2 separate regions of the Pan troglodytes genome follow, and region 2 is linked to region 1. The links are chromatin contacts, called in public Hi-C maps. All regions are on one chromosome and are shown on one strand. Each heading gives the region's core, a stretch centred on a gene start, on an enhancer-like site or on the middle of the called end of the contact. The rest is flanking DNA. Distances are from core to core; before and after follow the strand shown.

What was found. A called contact is a pair of places that touch in the nucleus more often than the background predicts.
Region 2: a contact with region 1 is called in a Hi-C map of induced pluripotent stem cells, with 4 times the contacts expected there. The contact joins two enhancer-like sites. A contact is called at or near these places in 3 of 7 Hi-C or Micro-C datasets (induced pluripotent stem cells and stem cell-derived neural progenitor cells), 1 of 1 datasets of contacts at active chromatin or transcription factors (stem cell-derived excitatory neurons) and 1 of 1 other capture datasets (stem cell-derived neural stem cells).

What each region holds. Positions count from the first base shown.
Region 1 is chr11:50,743,955-50,747,790 of NHGRI_mPanTro3-v2.0_pri, forward strand. The region is part of intron 19 of DAPK1 (death associated protein kinase 1); the gene reads right to left. Among named protein-coding and RNA genes, the nearest start is that of CTSL, 47 kb to the left of the region's middle. Within about 2 kb of position 1,622, at least 1 of the 24 cell types and tissues checked has an H3K27ac peak or open chromatin away from gene starts, as enhancers often do. A contact at or near this core is called in induced pluripotent stem cells, where this site is marked.
Region 2 is chr11:51,073,435-51,077,270 of NHGRI_mPanTro3-v2.0_pri, forward strand. No RefSeq gene overlaps it. Among named protein-coding and RNA genes, the nearest start is that of DAPK1, 150 kb to the left of the region's middle. Within about 2 kb of position 1,782, at least 5 of the 24 cell types and tissues checked have an H3K27ac peak or open chromatin away from gene starts, as enhancers often do. A contact at or near this core is called in induced pluripotent stem cells, where this site is marked.

The sequences.
Region 1 (3,836 bases), core at 372-2,871:
AATATCTACCATCACTTTTGGTTTCAACCACATGACAACCTAAGAAGCCTAGGAACAGACCTACAACAAATCGGGTGCGTTGGCTCACACCTGTAATCCCAGCACTTTGGGAGGCTGAGGCACGTGGATCACGAGGGTCAGGAGACGGCTAACATGGTGAAACCCCATCTCTACTGAAAATAGAAAAAATTAGCCGGGCATGGTGGTGGGAGCCTGTAGTCCCAGCTACTCGGGAGCCTGAGGCAGGAGAATGGTGTGAACCTGGGAGGTGGAGCTTGCAGTGAGCGGAGATCACGCCACTATACTCCAGCCTGGGTGACAAAGTGAGACTCCATCTCAAAAAATAAATAAATAAATAAATAAATTTTAAAATATTAATATATTACTAAACACATAAAATAAAAAGGATAATCAAAAATTTACCCTAATCGATTAAGAGGCTGAAAGAAAATGGAAAGCCAGGAGATCAAGAAAGTTAGAAGCCTTCGATTTAATCATGAAATAGGATCAGCCCTGTCTGACCAGCAAGAGCATCTGTCCCTCTCTGTGTGGAGGTGTCTGGATCCTTTAGGGCAGTAATGGGACAAGAGGATGAGAGAAGGGGCACTCCAAGGTACAAGCTCCATGCTGCAGAGGGGGCTGGGAACACAATATCCTCATTACTTTCTTCTTTTTCCATCCGATATGGAGAAGCAGGAGCCTCCACAGAATGAAATAGTTCACTACTCACTCACTCCTTCATTCATCAACCAGCATTTAGGGAGGCCCTCCAACCCCATGCTAAGCGCAGTGCTGACAACAGGAAAATCTAGATTCAGCCCAGATCCATGGTCTTGGGGAGATACAGACATGTGAACAATTTCACATCTAATACCAAGTAAGAGCTTTTAACAGGATAGTGTAGGCAAGGTGTTCAGTGCACCCAAGGGAACCTGCTCAAGGTTTACATGATGTGGCACTGACCATGCCACCCTGGTGTCACACCCCCTCACAGGCCACCATCCCTTCCCACCATTCCTGCCCTGCTCCCTAACAAGGATCTGTTTGGAGCCGTGAGGTGCAGCCTGAAGCCTCTTCCTCACCCTTACCCAGGAGGACCCCCTCTGCTTTAACCTGTTTTGTGGGTTCTCACAAACCCACAAAACCTGTCTTGCCTGCCATCTCCTCCTGGATGCTTCTTCCCACCATGTGTGGCTCTCCATGGTGACCCCCGACCTGTAATTATGGGGTGCTCTGCCCTTCTAGACCAGGAGACCATCTGCGGGGACAGACAGAATTCCCAGCCCTGGCAGGTGTAGAATCTCCATAAACCAGTGTCATATAAATGACAGAACTCAGAGGGACCCACGCAAGGGCATCTCCATGTGATCTACACCTGGCGGGACCATTCCTTCAGTTCTAAATCCTGGGAGGCGCTCACTTACTTCTGATCTCCTGATCTCTTCCAGCAGCAAAAGCCAGTGTTACTTTTGCTGTTATAACTGCATTGCTACAATCTCATACATAACTCTCCTGAAGGCTTTGATTTTCCTATTTCCATTTCCAATTCCCAAGCCAGGACCAGACTTCCTCAACAGGAACTATACTGACCCCTGGTGGGCACTGTGGAAATCTGAGGTGGCATTTTAGTTCCCACAATGTTGAGGGGATATTCCTGCAGCCAGACGCTGGGTGTCCAGACACCCTGTAACAAAATGCCCCTCACAGCGAAGAATTCTCCTGGGTCCCCTGACTTCTGAGCATCTGATGAGCATTTATATATGAGAAAATGCTCCTATATAATCATCTGAGCTGAGAACTTAACTACATTTTACACATCATCCACAGGGTTTTGGGGGCAGTATTTAATATATACTGAGTTATCCACGAATGCTGCTATTTTATAGATTGGCAAATAACTACACTTTGCTTTTTTCCTTTTATCTTTGCTGAGTGCTGTCTCCGATTTCTGGACATCAGCTCAGCATGCTGCTGTGGTGCTGAAGCTGCCATCCCAGCCCTCCAGTGTTCGTGGGCGTCTGTGGGGGTTGCACTCAGTGATCCTGTGCGTGAGCGCAGGGACCTGCCGGGTTTCCCAGCCTCCTCCTGCCTGTGTCCTAGCACATGCATGCTGACATCCAGCATATTTCACTATGCGCATGCTCCCACAAGGTCTGTGTTATATTACAGTTAGGGCATGCTACTGATCTTTTGAAACTATCTGTGTAGTAGGTGCGTCCCTGTCTATAAATTCTACAAGGGAGCATGACACAAGGCGTGTTGTAAAATGCTGGGGCAGCTGGGGTGGAGGCCACGGCACCAAACCATGATCTGTAGAACACGAGGTGGTCTGTACTCTGGTGTTTTCTTCTGACCTCAAATCCCAACAGGTTCAGAGACAGAGCACAAAAGGGAAAGGAAAGGGAAGGGCTGGGAGTCTTGATAGCAATGTCCCTGACTGATTACCTGAATCAGCAAAAAAGCTGGACAGATTCTATTATAAGGAGTTACACATTGGGGGTGGCAGCTGTCAGGCTGGAAGGAATGGGGCTCTGAATTCTCCCCAGCGCCACGTGCACCAGGTGCGCCCATGCTGCCGGGCTGCCACTGACCCTGGAGCAATTCCACCTCCCAGCCTACTCCAGCCTTCCGCAGCAGCCCTGGGTCTTCCTTGTGAGTCCAAGGCTATACCCACACCACGCCATGCATGAGCACCTGAGCTGCGTCCACTGTGCTGAGCAGTGGTCACCTTCCATGGTGAGCATCCCACGGGGTAGATGCAAACTTCCCCATCTATTCCCTGAACGCAGCTCCCGCCACACAGAGATTCTTGGTACCGGCCCGAGTCTGCTTCATCTGAGACCAGGGGAAGGCAGAAAACTGCTCCTGGTTAAATCCAGTCACTGGATCCCGGGTGCCCCCATTTTGGTAAAGAAACTGTGCCATGAATCTGCCTGCAGCTCTTTCTTCCTGTTTTGTGCCTGTGGATCTTGACATTTTGAGCTTCAGCACACACATCTGTCCTGTCTGCAGGGATGGGGCAAGCTCATTCCTTCTGCAGGAGTCCCACAGGCCCTTCCACTCTCAGGAGACTCGAACCATGGTCAACTACAGACACCGCTGCCCCTGTGAGAGGCTTCTAGAAGCGACTGAACCTGCAGGCTGATTTGCTCCTGCATATGAGGGCAAGCTATGCCTGTGACTTCCCTGTACTGACAGTCCAGCTCATTCCTTCAAATTCCACGCAGGGCAATGCTGGTTCAGAAGCTCCTGGCAATCTGCCTGTTTCATGGGCCAGCACAATAAATGCAGAAGGAGGGAGGAGGCAGCAGGAGGAGTTGAGACAGATGTGTTTCCTGTCTGCAGCAGTAACTTCCACGTGCATGGCGCCTTCCAGCTCATGCTATGCCTTCACTCACATTCGCTTTTAATTACACAAATGCAGTTTACAGGTGGTGAATTTTTCAATCTGGGAAACTCCCAAATTGTTTTCATTTTTCAAAATATTCCTGGCCACCTTTCTTCACTGTTGGGTCTTAGGTTTAGTAAAAGCAAACTACTTTTTTTTTTTTTTGAGACAGAGTCTTACTCTGTCACCCAGGCTGGAATGCAGTGGCATGACCTCAGTGCACTGCAACCTCCACCTCCTGGGTTCAAGCGATTCTACTGCCTCAGCCTCCCGAGTAGCTGAGACTACAGGCAACACCACCATCTCTGGCTAATTTTTTTTTATTTTAATTTTAATTTCTTTTGTAGAGACAGGGTTTCACTATGTTGGCCAGGCTGGTTTTCAACTACTGACCTCAGGTGATCTGCCCGCCTCAGCCTCCCAAAGTGCTGGGATTACAGGTGTGAGC
Region 2 (3,836 bases), core at 532-3,031, 330 kb after region 1:
CTTTTCCTTGCAAGAGTTAGAATAGAACGTGGTATGCAGGAACTGCTTCTCTTTTCTTGTAAAATAGTGCCAGCAAACTATTCAGGTCATTTGCTCGACAGTTTTTCTCTTAAAAAATTTAAAATGTTGGGGCCGGGCATGGTAGCTCGTGCCTGTAATCCCAGCACTTTGGGAGACCCAGGTGGGTGGATCACAAGGTCAGCAGTTTGAGACCAGCCTGACCAACATGGTGAAACCTGGTCTCTACTAAAAATACAAAAAAATTAGCTGGGCGTGGTGGCGGGTGCCTGTAATCCCAGTGACTTTGGAGGCTGAGGCAGGAGACTTGCTTGAAACCGGAAGGCGGAGGTTGCAGTGAGTCGAGATTGCGCCACTGCACTCTAGCCTGGGCAAAACTCCGTCTCAAAAAAAAAAAAAAAACAAACTTAAAATGTTGTTATTGTTAGTCAAAAAATTTCTTTTTTCTCTTAAATTTTGTTTATTTCTAGGGCTGCCATAACAAAGTGCAATATTCTAAGATTTTATTTGTTAATTAACTTTCCAGTTCACAACTCACATTTCTTAACATTTCAAATGTAAAGTTAGCCTAGAACAGTTGTACATTCAGTACTATCAGAATTTACAAGCTTAATTCAACGACATCTAGTTTCAAATAGCTGCAGTACGTATTTTCTCTTTTCAATTATGCATTTGCTCTCTATTCTGATTATTTCAAGTTATGCAAATCAAGCTAGAGAAGAGATTTAATTTAATCAACTGTGGGTTTGCCTACACGGATTTGAATATTAGCTGTCGTCTATATGTAAATGACAAGAGTGAAGAAAACCTGTTGCTAAGCACTGTGACCAATTCCTGATGTGGTCCTTGAAGGTTAACCTTGTCAGACTGTTAGGGAAACAAGAGCATAGGAGAGTCAGAGTCACGTCATTTGAAGTTCAGCTCCATCTTGACACTAATAAGGCACATTCCTTGCTGGTCACAACCCACAGCCCTAAGATGTTTACAGTTCAGAAAACAGCTTGATGATACCTGCAAGGACACACTCCTATGACAATGGAATGTCCAGATGTCCCAATATCCATAACAATGCATGCTTCTAAGGTAATTACACGTATGATTTGATGTATTTACACACTATATGACAAGGAGAGTTTTCTTTGAGTCAGCAAAAAATAAGCAATTTTGCCACGCTGTCAGCCCACCTGCACAGAGACATAGCTTATCTTTTGCATAGAAAAGACCCCCATGTAAGAAAAACAAAACAAAGATGAAGCGTTCCTCCTCTTGCTTTCTGAGGATGCCTACTCTGTAACTGAGTATCTTGCAATCAACTCTCTCTTCTCACTGCACTCTGCGACCCGCCTTACATTGTTTCCTGCGTGACATCCAAGAACCCTCTCTTGGGGTCTGGATTCAGGACTCCCTTTTCTGGCAACAAGACCTCAAAGCCAGACTCAAAAAGTCAGATTGGTTGCGGGAGATTGCTCGGTGTGCTCTGCAGGAGGACACCTCCCCCCAGGTCCGGTGACTGGGGGGATTCTAAAAACCAGATGCTTTTTTAGACATCTGCCTGTCGTTTATGGTTTATGAGATAGAAAGATTGAACAGGAATATGAGAGAGGAGTGAGAGATCGTTTCTGCCTACAAAGAATTCTCCATTCACTCAAATGAAGCTGCGTTCTTTGCATTCCAGACCGAGAAAGGAGGCTAAGGTATCCATCCCCCGAGGAAAAATAGGAGACTAGATACTTGGCGCTGTTAGCAATCTGGGAGGAGCGAGAAACCTTCAAATCACACAAAGGGTCAAGAACAGGGAAATCATCAGCCGAGTGAGTTCTCAGCAGAGGACCACATGAGAAAGGTGGCCACCCCTCTAGCCAATCATAAACAGAAGACTCACTCCTTAAAGTGCGAACATGGCTCTTTGGTGGGGAGAAGAGATAAGAGGTGGATTTTTACGGGGTTTATAAACACACCATCAGCTCATCTTGAAGATGCAAGAGAAGTTTTCAGGCACAGATGTTGTTTTGCTTTAGGAAGCTAGCGATGTGTTCTTCACAGGAAAGCTGACCAAATCCCAGAATTAATTATTCATTGTCTCCTTCCCCCCTCCCCCCCACACTAAACTGGGTCAGGGAGAGAGTTTCATATTTGTGTTGCTGTTACAGCGCCAGCTCAGAAGTAAAATGATTGGCTGAGACTTGGAGCTTAACAATTAACGTTAAATACAGGCAGCTGGCTGTGTTTTGCTTAAAAGCCACAATCAAGGAATCTGGCAATCTGGAATTTTGTGATGGCTGATGCCTGTTTGTTTTTTTTTTCCCCCCATTTGCACAATTGCGAGTCTTCTGGGAACTTTTCTTTTACTGACACTATGGTTTTGCATGTTTAAAAAATTGGCAGACATCCTCGGAGGTAACGCAAGGTGCCTCGGTGCCATACACAGCCAAGGTGTGCAGTTCCGCGGCCACATGATTCATAGTTCTGCTCTGTTTGGTAAAAACAAACACTGAAGACGCGTTATCAGTTTGTTAGTACAATGTTTAATTGTGCTCTTTTTTTCTTTCTGTTCTCACTCCATTAATTGCTCATAAATGGGAAAACAAAAAGGATTGAGTCCTTTTAGCGGTCGGGCTGCTCTGGAGGTGAACTGTATTCTATTGCTTCTAGGGCCACCTTGTGGACAACAAGTGTATTTAGAAATTAGACGTAAAGGATGGATTCATTGGGAAAGCGTAGTAGACTGGTAATATGACTTTGGAATTCTTGGTTATAAAATCTAAGTATAATGATAATGACTTAGTTTTTATTAGAGGAACATTCCAGAAAATGTCCTAATTTAGGAAAGGCTAGTAATTGTGGCGAGTATGGAAATCTACCCATCACCATAAAATATATAATGATAATCCAGATTTTATATTTTATAGTTTATTATCAATCATCTAAATTTCCTTACAATTCTTTCATGTGCTGGGGGTGGAGAAAAACCCAGGAGAGAGAGAGAGAGCCTGTTTTTCAACTATCTCAGTATTTCAGATTTCTTGCTGTTTTCCTCACCCCGCTAGATGGCATCTGGCTGCGTGAAAGAAGTGACATAACCTTGGGGTGGTGGGAGGAGATACTGTGTCCCTGAGCGCCAGTCCTTCATCTGCTAGTTGCAGATGGGCTGGGCCTTCTATGGGTCTCTGCATGGAGCTTGTTGTGTGCAGCTGGTCCCTTCTGGCTGCATGTCAGGTAGGGGTCATGAGTCCCCATGTTCCACAGACCCCATAGCTTTGTGATCTTTGGTCAGCACAGCTAATCTCAGAACCTTTGAGGACACGTTTGTGGATCTTCTGCAGACCATGCATAGGCTCTGGGGCACCAGTAACATTTTCTCAGGATGTCTACGTAGATATCTTATTCACCATTGCTAGTCCTGCCATGTTGGATGTGAGGGTATACCAAAGACCCACTTCCCAAAGACAGGCTTGGGAGTTTCCAAGTTTACCCTAAGGTCGCAGAAAGGGATAGATATCAAAGACATTGGCAACCAACCTCTTCACTCTGTTTTTCTCTCTTCCCTCCCATGTTCCATCTGGGCTAGAAGAGGAAGGTTCTTCTCCTTTCTGTATATCAGAAGTTTTCCTTTCATCACATCTTGCATTCTTTCTTTCTTTTTTTTTTGAGATGGAGTCTCGCTCTGTTGCCCAGGCTGGAGTGCAGTGGCACAGTCTTGGCTCACTGCAACTTCAGCCTCCTGGGTTCAAGTGATTCTTCTGCCTCACCCTCCTGAGAAGCTGAGATTACATGTGTGTGCCACCACGCCCAGCTAATTTTTATATTTTTAGTAGATA